Linked DNA regions of Sus scrofa: region 2 is linked to region 1. The links are chromatin contacts, called in public promoter capture Hi-C maps. All regions are on one chromosome and are shown on one strand. The core of a region is the stretch at or near the end of the contact, and the rest is flanking DNA. Distances in the headings are between cores, read along the strand shown.

Region 1 (5,679 bases), core at 611-3,110:
ATGAATAGGTTTAGGGATGAAAATGAGGGAAATAATAAACCTGAACCCAAAGAGTTTAAAGGTTAAGATATCCACGCAGGCAATTGGAAATATAGTGTCCATCCAATGGGGAATCTGAGCTAAAGATGAAGAATCCAACCAGTTACCTCTTTCTCAAAATCCTAAAACGCCTAATACAGTGCCTTTTGGTTTAAAATGTAAGCCAACATCATAACCTTTTTTAAAAGTTTGTTGTCTCTTCTTTAGAAATATATTGACAAATTTAGAACTATACGGACAAATCCACTCAAATTAGCTTTCCTCTCTTCCATGACTCATCAGTGGAGAATAATTTATATGCCAATGAAAACATAAACATACCCAAAATACTAAGTGAATCATGGTGTTTCGTTTCTATATGCATGAAGAAACCATAGGTTTTTCTTCTGTATTTTTCATGAGGGTCTCCACGTTTTTTGGCATTCCATGTGATCTGCATAAAGTACAGATGACACTCTGTATAGACACATCAGAGGTTTCAGTGTGTCAACATGACATATTATGTAACACTGGTAATTTGAGGTTACCAGTAACACCACCACCTCTGACTTTACAGAATCCCAACCTTTAACAAATGAGTGGAATTTAGCCAGCTGCTTGAGCAGACTCAGGATGGTGGTTCTCAAACTGGAATGTACATCATTTGTTTAAATACAAGTTACTTCACCCTCCCTGGCTCCACCAGCTCTGAATCCAAATGTCTGGGGTGGAGCCCAAGAATCTGCATTTTTGCTAAATTCCTCCAAATAATGCTGATTCTGCTAGTCTGGGAACTATACTTTAAAACCCAAGATAAATACCAGTCTTTTTGGTTAGAATAATCTAACCGATAAATGTAATCAGTATCCTGTGGACATTACTTAAGCGTGGGCTAGAAGTTAGGACGGTCCTTTACTGGGATAAAGAGTTTTTATCAGAAAGTGATGTAAAAGAGCATTTAATGTCCCTCATAAATCTATCATTTTTAAAGCATGCTGCTACTACACAAGTGGGAAGAATCTCAAAACATGAGTTTCCCCCCATAAAGCGTGGGAAATGTCGTCGTGTAAATGGCGCTAGAATCACTAGAGTGGACACATTAAGAGCTGAGGGCAGTGTGTTCATCTTTAAATAGTATTCTGTCTGTTGCTTCTCCAGCATTCTGTTTTATCCTGACTCTCCCCGAATGAATGAAGGGGAAAGAGAGAAGACGACGAGCTAGGTGGCGCCGTTGCTTAACACATTCTCCTGTCAAGACCAACACCGACGCACTTTGGAGCACAGGTGAATAAACTTTCCAACCCTTAAATACTATTTTAAAGTAAAGCAACCAAGCTTAGATGCACGGATTGCAGCAAGCACGGCCGTGGAGCTCAGGACGGTGGACGGAGTGTGACAGCCAAAGTTCCAACACCCCAGGCACAGAAAGGGAAGGTGGGGGCAGGAAAGCACATCATTGAACTCCCACTGCGGTCCTGAGGGTGCAGATGAGTGTGTGCAACTTCCCTGGGAATTCTCGCCCCAGTAGCGTCTGCGCTCTTTCCCATCTATCCCATAAAAAGCAGGCGAACTGCACACACCAGGTGTAAGCGGCTATGGCCAGAACCGGGAAGGAAACAAACCCCAAGTTCACGGGGGACGAGGGGAGGTCTCTTCGCCAGGGAGTGCATTTACGTACCTCCCTGACTCACGCCGAATCTGAGGAAGCTCCCCTCTCCCAGCAGCACGGCGGAAAAGCCGGCACCAAAGTTTCGCGGCGCCGGCTGCCTGGCAGCCTGAGTATCGGGGATCAGAGGCCGAACTCCGGGATTTTCTTCTCCGGTGCGTCCTGCAGCCCAGTCCGGGCTCGGGAAGTCTGCTGTCGCGCTCCCGGGGCCTCTGCGCGAAGCGGGGCGCGCAGGTGAGGGGTTGCGCCGGCCGGAGGGGCTCGCCCGCCGGCCAGACCACGTGACTCATCGGTCCAATGACAGCGCCGGGGCGGCCGCAGCGAGCTCGGCGGGTCCAGGCGCTGCTGAGCCGCTGGCGTTTCCCCGCGCGGCCGCCCGAAGCCGGCGAAGTCATGGGCGCCGCGACACCGCCGCTGCTGCCCGGCCCCAGGTAGGGACCTTCTCCCGCCCCGCGCTCCCGGCCCCGCCGCGGGCAACACGGGGGCTCGACTCCCGCGGAACTTGGCTTTGTGGCATGATTTCTCCCACTTCTCTCGCGGGGCATTTTTATTTATTTCCTTTTGCCGGGGGAGAAAAAAAAAGAGGGCGGGTGAGGCAGTTCTCGGTTTGGTTGCTTCGGGAAAGTCAGGTCGTTCAACAAAGGCGCGGAAAGAGAAGCAAACTCCAGAATGGGGTGGATGGGGGGACTTTTACAAACTTCCCCCAACTAAAGACAAAGACAGTTTGCAAAGCTTGGCATCTGATTGGTATATGAAACACTTCTGTCTTTAAATCTCTAATTAATGAACTTTCAACGGTGCCTGAGAACTTGAATTGGAAAAACTGCGAAAGATTTTCCTCTTATTTCTGAGCCCTCCTCTTCCCCTATTTTTAAACATCTGAGTGTTTTTAAGTAAAACTGAAATGGAAGGTGACCGCCGCTGTTTCTTTGAAATGTCCTTGGGTCCCAGGATTTGCCCCTTTGGGGTGTTGGCGCCCTGGGTGGTGGAGAGGAGAGGGTGCAGCCCTAGGAAGCCGCATGGATTGAAGGAGGGGTCCAGGTGCAAACGGTTAAATGTTCACAAAATGTTTGCAGAATGTTTGATAATTAGGCAAGCATCTCCCAGGTCGATTACTTGGGTCTCATTGACCTTGGCAGTCCGGATGAGGTGAGATTTTTCACAAGCCACCACTGAGCAGTTTTTCTAGTGATACAAGACAGAAATCAATGTTTGGGTTTTTTTTTTTCTTCCTCCAGCACTGTGATTAACCTTAAAAACAAAACAAAAACTCCTATTAGCAATTTAGTACATTATATTTTCCATTGCAGTATAGATGTTTGCCCAGTGAATTTAGAAGTCGGTGTTCCATGAGGTGGTTCAAATCATTAAAGAATAGAGTGGTTATTTTCTCACTTCTCACCCTAGCTTATGCATGTTCCTGGGTAGTTGTAAACAAGCTATTTAAGAAACATCTGAGAGTTGAATGAGAAAGAAATGGAAAGTGGGTTGCTGCTTTTAAAGACAATAGATTCTGGATTTGCCACTTATTCCCACATTTAATCCCCCAGTTAACACTATTTTAAGGAGCCAGATGTTAAACCCATATCTATAGAACAGTTCAGTTGTGAAGCCTATCACTGAAACAATAACACAGCTCTGAGTTCTGGAGTTGTTTGTGTTTCTCTAAAGTGTGAAGAGTCAGTTGTAGGAAGCTCCCTTGATCGCAGAGGTAAAATGAAGCAGACACTGATAGAAGTAGGGTTTCAGTCTTTATCTCTTTTGCTAGTTCTGTGTCCATCCCAAACCAGTTCTTTGATTCAGCAAGTATGTGATAAGCACCTACCTCATGGCATCTGGCCCCAGGGCCTGGCCCTCAAAGGTTTTCAAGATTTAGATATATAATGACATCCGAAGATCAAGGTGGCCCATCTTAGCTATGTTCTAAGAGGTTTTGCATGTTTGGAACTCAAAGCAGAGCAATAACTTGCATGTCAACTAAATACGTTCATTAACCTAGAAATGGGACGATCCCCCTGACTTCCTACCTAGTCCCAGTCTGAGCCTGAAAACAACCATGCCAAGTGCTGGCCACAATCTAGTGTCAGCCCAAGGGCAGAGCAGTACTGCCCTGTTTGCTCCAGGAACTGCCCTGCCCTTGGTGCCCAAAGAGCCCATTGACTGTGCTTCCAGGAATGAACTCCAGTTTCCAAGAAATTGAATACCAACCTCTCAGTAGTAGCTGGGTTTCCTCCACCTGAACTGTTCATTTCAAATTCCTCTAGTTCCACAGTTTTTTCAATAACTCAGAATCTTGATTCTCTTTGGCTCTTGGTAAGACAGTATCTAGCTCCTGCATTTCTATTTCTTCTTCTTCTTCAGGACATTAGATTGATTATTGGGTGCAGGTAGAATTACTGCACCCAATAATCAATCTAATGGTTATTTAGAAAAGAGTTGATAGGCTCATGCTAGGAGAAGGCAGACCTGAGCCTTCATCTGTCTGCTGGTCAGACTGATTACCTCATTATATGCTTTTTAAAAATAATGCTAAGAATAATAAGAAAATGAGGGAGTTCCCATTGTGGCTCAGCAGAAACGAATCTGACTAGTATCCATGAAGACACAGGTTCGATCCCTACCTCACCTAATGGGTTAAGGATCAGGCCTTGCCATGAGCTGTGGTTTAGGTCCCAGGTGCAGCTCGGATCCCACCTTGCTGTGGCTGTGGTGTAGGCTGGGAGCTGCAACTCCGATTCAACCCCTAGCCTGGGAACCTCCATATGCCATGGGTGCGGCCCTAAAAAAAATAAAAGAAATGAAAATGAAATCTTTTGTCTACTCACACCCCTGTCACCTTAGTATATCATGGTCCCATAGCAATTGCAATGTTCAAAAGGACCATATATCATCAAAATGACCCTATCCTAAAATGTGGTTATAATACACCCATCAGGGGAATGTGTATCCTCAAGCAGAGATTTAAAAGAACTCAAAATACTCAATGTCATTTAGAAAATGCTATCCTGAGCTGCAGTGAGTACTGTTAACCTAAAGCAAAAGGACTACCATGTCTCTGATTACCACAGGCAGTGACCTCTGTCCTAGTCCATGTTCAAGTGCCTCTGAAACTAAATGGAACCCTAAATTAAATGGCCTCAGAGACAGCATGTTTGTAGACACCTGGCCAGGTGCTAGGGACGTAGTCCTTGCCTTCAAGGGTCTTATAGTCTTCAGAGAAACCATTGGAGGATTTTAAGCAGAGCAGATCTGTATTCTAGAAAGTTCATTCCAGGTGCAGTAAGAAGAATAAAGTGAAGAAGATACAGGCAAGGCAGCTGCTATGGCACATCCCCACGAGAGGAGAGAGAGAAGTGGATTGACTGAAAAAATGCTTAGGCAAAGGTGTTTACAATATGAACTCACAGAAAATATTAGGTGACTCCAGGCTCTGAAATAATTACATATCTATTCCAGGTCGATAACTATAAGGCACATTTCACTGCCATGCTGGCCCTACTGACTGTAGCTTTTCTAGGAGCCCACGTAGTTTGTTTCCATCCCAGAAAAAAAAAATTTTTTTGATAAAGAAGGAGCCAGGGTTATTCTTCATACTTTCAACAACCTGGTGCTTCTCTCTGTCGACTTACATATATATCTATCTGAAGGCAAAGATCAGGTAAATCATTGCCCTCATATTATGCACACATTCTCTGATTTAGCTTAATTCCTCCCAGGAATAATAATACCCTGACTTTTGATGGTGTAGCAGGAACGGAAGTGGGCAAAAGAACAGCCTTTTTTTTTTTTTTTAAAGTTGGCCACAACATGGCCTGCTGTATGTTTCAGGGAAGACTATCTTCCATTGGCAGATGCAGCATTAGAGCATGAACCAGTGTGCTGCGAGAAGCACTGAATGCCTGGGAGAGAAGAATATGTGTGTGTATATATATATCATCACATATATCGCTTTTTAATACAACATGTATTTGGATATCTTTGTAATTCACTTATTT
Region 2 (5,485 bases), core at 2,973-5,472, 270 kb after region 1:
CTGATGGAGTTCCTGTCGTGGCTCAATGGTTAACGAACCCGACTAGGATCCTTGAGGATGAGTGTTCTATCCCTGATCTCGGTCAGTGGGTTAAGGATCTGCATTGCCGTGAGCTATGGTATAGGTCGCATATGCAGCTCGAATCCCGAGTTGCCGTGGCTGTGGTGTAGGCTGGCGGCTATAGCGCCTATTTGACCCCTAGCCTGGGAACCTCCATATGCCCTAGGTGCAGCCCTGAAAAAAAAAAAAAAAATCTGATGAGCACATGGAAACTTAGGGCTATGAGAGATTTTAAAATTACTTTGTCCAACCTTTTTCTCCTAATGCAAACGAGGAAACAGAAGCACCAATGAGTTAAATGTGATACAAGTCACTCTGCTAAGGACTGTGGGAAAAGATGAAGAGAATTAAGGCGTGTAACTAAAAATTAAAAGATGACTTTTAGATGAAAATGCACCTCAGAAATAATAGCACTAATGAAAACATACAGCTAATAATATGTGAAAATATACAGCTAATGATAATAATAAATATACAGCTAATAATAGTAATAGCGACTATTCATTGAAAGTCTACTGTGTTCTAAGCAGTGTGCATCTCTTAAGCCCTATTGAAAACCCAAAAGAATATGTATTATTATTCCCCTTTAGATACCTAGTAATTTGCCCAAAGTCTGCCACCACGTGGTGAGAGCCAGCTCCCAGCTCTCTCTCTCTGATCTGAGAGCAATTTCCCACTGCACAATACTGCCTCCCAGCTACCCAGAGATAAAAGACCAGGCATGTCAAGTGACCACTGAAGAAACAATTGCATTAAGATAAAAACCAATTATCAGACACAACTTAGAATAGATTTACAAGGAGATCCTGCTCAGTAGCATTGAGAACTTTGTCTAGATACTCCTGTTGCAACAGAACAAAGGGTGGGGGAAAAAAATGTAATTGTAATGTATACATGTAAGGATAACGTGATCCCCTTGCTGTACAGTGGGAAAATTAAAAAAAAAAAAAAAAAAAAAAAAAAAAAAGATAAAAACCAACCTTCTGCTTAAATTCATTTGCAACTGATTAAAAGAATTGCTTCAATTACTAAAATTATATGATTTGGGGAAAATCAGTTGACCACTATAGAACTCAGTTTACTCACCTGAGGGCAACTGCCTGCACTAGACTGCAACAGACAAGACGGTCTCTAAAATCTCTTTCAGGAGTTCCCGTTGTGGCGCAGTGGTTAACGAATCCGCCTAAGAACCATGAGGTTGCGGGTTCGGTCCCTGCCCTTGCTCAGTGGGTTAAGGATCCGGCGTTGCCGTGAGCTGTGGTATAGGTTGCAGACGCGGCTCAGATCCCGAGTTGCTGTGGCTCTGGTGTAGGCCGGTGGCTACAGCTCCGATTGGACCCCTAGCCTGGGAACCTCCATATGCCGCAGGAGCAGCCCAAGAAATAGCAAAAAAGACAAAAAAAATAAAATAAAAAAATAAAAAATAAAATCTCTTTCAGTTTTAAAATTCTAGGATTCTAATTTCTGCTGTCTACTTTTCCTTCCTTATTAAACAAAAATGGTACAATTTTTTTAGAAAGGGATTGTCTAATTAAGATGTTTTTCTCTAAAACAATTTTCTTTTCTTTTAATTTTATTTTTTGCCTTTTTTAGAGCTGAACCTGTGGCATATGGAAGTTCCCAGGCTAGGGGTCTAATCGGAGCTGTAACCGCTGGCCTACACCACAGTCACAGCCACAGCAACCCGGGATCAGAGCTGCGTCTGTGACCTACACACACAGCGCACCGCAACGTCAGATCCTTAACCCAGTGAAAGAGGCCAGGGATTGAACCCACATCTTCATGGATGCTAGTTAGGTTCATTAACCTCTGAGCCATGCATGATGAGAGCTCCCCCCCAAAAAATAGATTTATTGATTTCACTGTATTTTTAGCAATTGTTGACTAAATGGCAATTTTTGTATAGGTCATTTTCATGGACTATAATATAATATACACATTAAATGAAGGCTTATGTTAAATATTCAGGCAAACCACAAGATCTTTGATCTGGATAGAGTTTTTCTCTGAGTATAAATAGAATTCTGAAATTCTTGCTCTTGGAGTTTGTGTTGTGTCACAGTGGGTTAAGAATCTGACTGCTTGGAGTTCCCATTGTAGCTTAATGGGTTAAGAACTCAATTTGTATGCATGGGATGTGGGTTGGATCCCTGGCCTCCCTCTGGTTTAAGGACAGCTTCCGAAAGATGCAGCATAGGTCACAGATGTGGCTCAGGATCTGGCATTGCTGTGCACCTGCAGCTCCAATTCAACCCTAGCCCAGGAACTTCCATATGCCGCCCTAAAAAGAAAAAAAAGAATTCAATTGCAGGAGCTCGGGTCGCAGCAGAGGCAGTTTCCATCCGTGGATGGGTTGAAGGACTAGCATTGCCACAGGTGCAACCTGGTCCAAGAACTTCCATATGCCATGGGTGCAGTCATTAAAAAAAGAAGAAGAAAGCAAATGATAAGAAACTCAGTCTTTCTCAACTATGGGAGTCATCACAGGTCAAGGGAGCCATCCCATGATAAGCATTTCTATAGGTGTACTTTAAATCGTCCAAGAAAGGAGTTGAAGGGACTTGTGAAATTGGTAAGAAACAAAAATTAGGAAATAAAGGCAACAAGGATTTTTTAATTAAATTTTCATAGTATTAAGTGAAAATAGAAAAAAAAATACTTCCCTGGAGATTTCCAAAAATAAAATACTTTGTACTGTTTAAGATTAGACATAAAACACCTCACAAAGTGCCTCTTAGTCCTGTGATTCTATGAGTTTCAGGGAGGGGATGTAGATGATTGGGGAGGAGGTTTTTTGAGTTTTTTTGTCTTTTTGCCTTTTCTAGGGCCGCTCCTGCAGCATATGGCAATGCCAGATCCCCAACCCACTGAGCAAGGCCAGGGATCTAACCCGAAACCCCACGGTTCCTAGCCGGTTTCGTTAACCACTGAGCCACGAAGGGAACTCCTCGGGGAGGGGGTATTTTTTAAGGCCGCATTTTTTATCCAAAATTTTTAACAACATTGGACATATTGCCTGAAGAGGGCGCCCTTTCCTATAAAACTAAGATTCATTTGCTAAACCCCTAACATGCAAGCAAATCTGTGTAATAAATACTCTACCAGTTTCAATTTTTCAGTAGTGGTGCTTTTTTAAATATTAGATTATATTTTAGTAAAATATACATTTATAAGCATATATTCTTTATACATACACTTTAAAACATGAGAATAAAAGGAACTCCTACATGCCCAGCAGGAAAATTTAGGAAATAGGAAAAGTCCAGTACCTCGGAAGCTCCTTTGTGCTTCCCCATGTATCTCCATCTCTCCTCATTCCTAACTGAAACATTTTCTTGGATTATTGTTTATAATTTCCTTGCCTTTCTTTGTAGTTTTATTACCTTTGTATTGTTGATTTTTTTTTTTCTTTTTTTTTTTTTTGCCTTTTCTAGGGCTACTTCCTGCGGCATATGGAGGTTCCCAGGCTGGGGGTCCAATTGGAGCTGTAGCCACTGGCCTACGCCAGAGCCACAGCAACGCTGGATCGGAGCCGTGTCTGCAACCTACACCACAGCTCACAGCAACTCCGGATCGTTAACCCACTGAGCAAGGGCAGGGACCGAACCTGCAACCTCATGGTTCCTAGTCGGATTTGTTAACCACTGCGCCATGATGGGAACTCCTGTTGAATTTTTTTTAATACAGCTATATGAATTTTTCTGTGACTTGCTTTTTTGATCAGTATTAAGTGTTTGAGATCCATTCACACTGACACATGTAACTGTAGTTCATGTATTTTCAGGGCTCTGCGTGTTCCACCCTATGAGTATATCACGAACTACTGCTTCCGGTCTGTGCTTCAGGGGTGAACTTATTTTGTTGTGATTACGAGCTGCACTGCTGGAACTTTCCTGCAAGAGCCCCTTACTATACATGTGCAGTAGTTCTTTGAGAACAGTGTGCTGCTTGGTTTTGTATGGCCCACAGCTGGGAATGATTTGTATGTTTGAAATGGTTGAAAAAAAGAACAAGAATATCTATGACATGAGAAAATTATGTGAAATTCATATTTCAATGTGTACAAATAAAGTGTTATTGGAATAAACACACTCACTCAGTTCTACGTTGTCTGTGGCTGCTTTCCAAGCACAGCAGCAGATCTGAGTAGCAGGGCCAAAAATCTTCTGGCTCACAAAGCCCCAAATATTGACTCTCTGGATTTTATAGAAAAAGTCTGCAGACTCCAGCTCCGTCTTATATGCTTAAGGAGGAAATGCTGAAGCTTAGAGTGTGTACATTTCCTAGTTCACTTGTTTTCCAATATACACTCCCATCACCAGTCTTCAAGGTGGAGACGGAAAAAACAGACCTGCTACAGAACTACAGAAGCTATTTTCTGTGTACTCATGAGTTGTGGTTGTATTTTGCAACACTTTTGCTACAAATGCGATAAGCTATTAATAATAATCTTGTCTGTACCTTGTATAAACTTCTTTTTTTTTTTTTGTCTTTTTTTTTTTTTTGTCTTTTTTGTTGTTGTTGTTGTTGCTATTTCTTGGGCCGCTCCCGCGGCATATGGAGGTTCCCAGGCTAGGGGTCGAGTCGGAGCTGTAGCCACTGGCCTACGCCAGAGCTACAGCAACACCAGATCCGAGCCACGTCTGCAACCTACACCACAGCTCACGGCAACGCCGGATCCTTAACCCACTGAGCAAGGGCAGGGACCGAACCCGCAACCTCATGGTTCCTAGTCGGATTTGTTAACCACTGCGCCACGACGGGAACTCCCAGTACCTTGTATAAACTTCTTTAGTTTAAGCCTATCAGGAAACAAGGTCTTGGAACATTGATATTTTCTAGACAGAATCCTCCCACGATATCTAGACTAAGACCATACCTTGGAGTTCCCAGCTCCCCCATCTTGAGGTAGGTCATCTGGCTAAGATCATTCATGGGCCTCCTATAAAACCAAGATGGTACAAAGTGAATTACATGGAGTTGGCACAAGTGCCAAGCACTGGTGCATTTATCCTGCGATCTTTTGCTTCTGAGATCTAGAAGAAGCTCTAAATTGCCAGACCCCATAGTCCTTGTTATAAATGGTGTGTCTTCACACAGAAAGGATGTTAAGAGGTGTGCAGTGAGCACTTGCACTGAAGCTAGTCTGAATTGCGATGAAATGTCAGTGTAATAGGCTCATCAGATTTCAAAGATGTAATATGATAAAAAGAATATAAAATATTGGTTTTTAGCTGCTAAACTCAGGTAATTTGTTATCCAGCAATAGAAAACTAATATAGTAGAAAAAAAGAGAAAAATATATTTCAAGGTACTCATAAGTTATTTTATTAACAGTCTCTTAATATTTACTTTTTTTTTTTTTTTTTTTTTTTGGCTTTTTAAGGGCCGCATCTGCAGCATATGGAGCTTCCCAGGCTAGGGG

The links. Promoter capture Hi-C pulls out the DNA fragments that hold promoters and counts their contacts.
Region 2: a contact with region 1 is called in a promoter capture Hi-C map of liver, with 11 times the contacts expected there. The contact joins the enhancer-like site here to the promoter of C8H4orf19 in region 1. A contact is called at or near these places in 2 of 5 promoter capture datasets (fetal liver and liver) and 5 of 47 Hi-C or Micro-C datasets (alveolar macrophages, embryonic fibroblasts, epiblast stem cells and 2 more).

The regions. Positions count from the first base shown.
Region 1 is chr8:29,011,024-29,016,702 of Sscrofa11.1, forward strand. It overlaps C8H4orf19, which reads left to right and starts at 1,861. Exons shown (of 4, transcript XM_021101097.1): 1 at 1,861-2,115.
Region 2 is chr8:29,281,154-29,286,638 of Sscrofa11.1, forward strand. No RefSeq gene overlaps it. Among named protein-coding and RNA genes, the nearest start is that of PGM2, 24 kb to the right of the region's middle. Within about 2 kb of position 4,223, at least 5 of the 83 cell types and tissues checked have an H3K27ac peak or open chromatin away from gene starts, as enhancers often do. A contact at or near this core is called in fetal liver and liver, where this site is marked.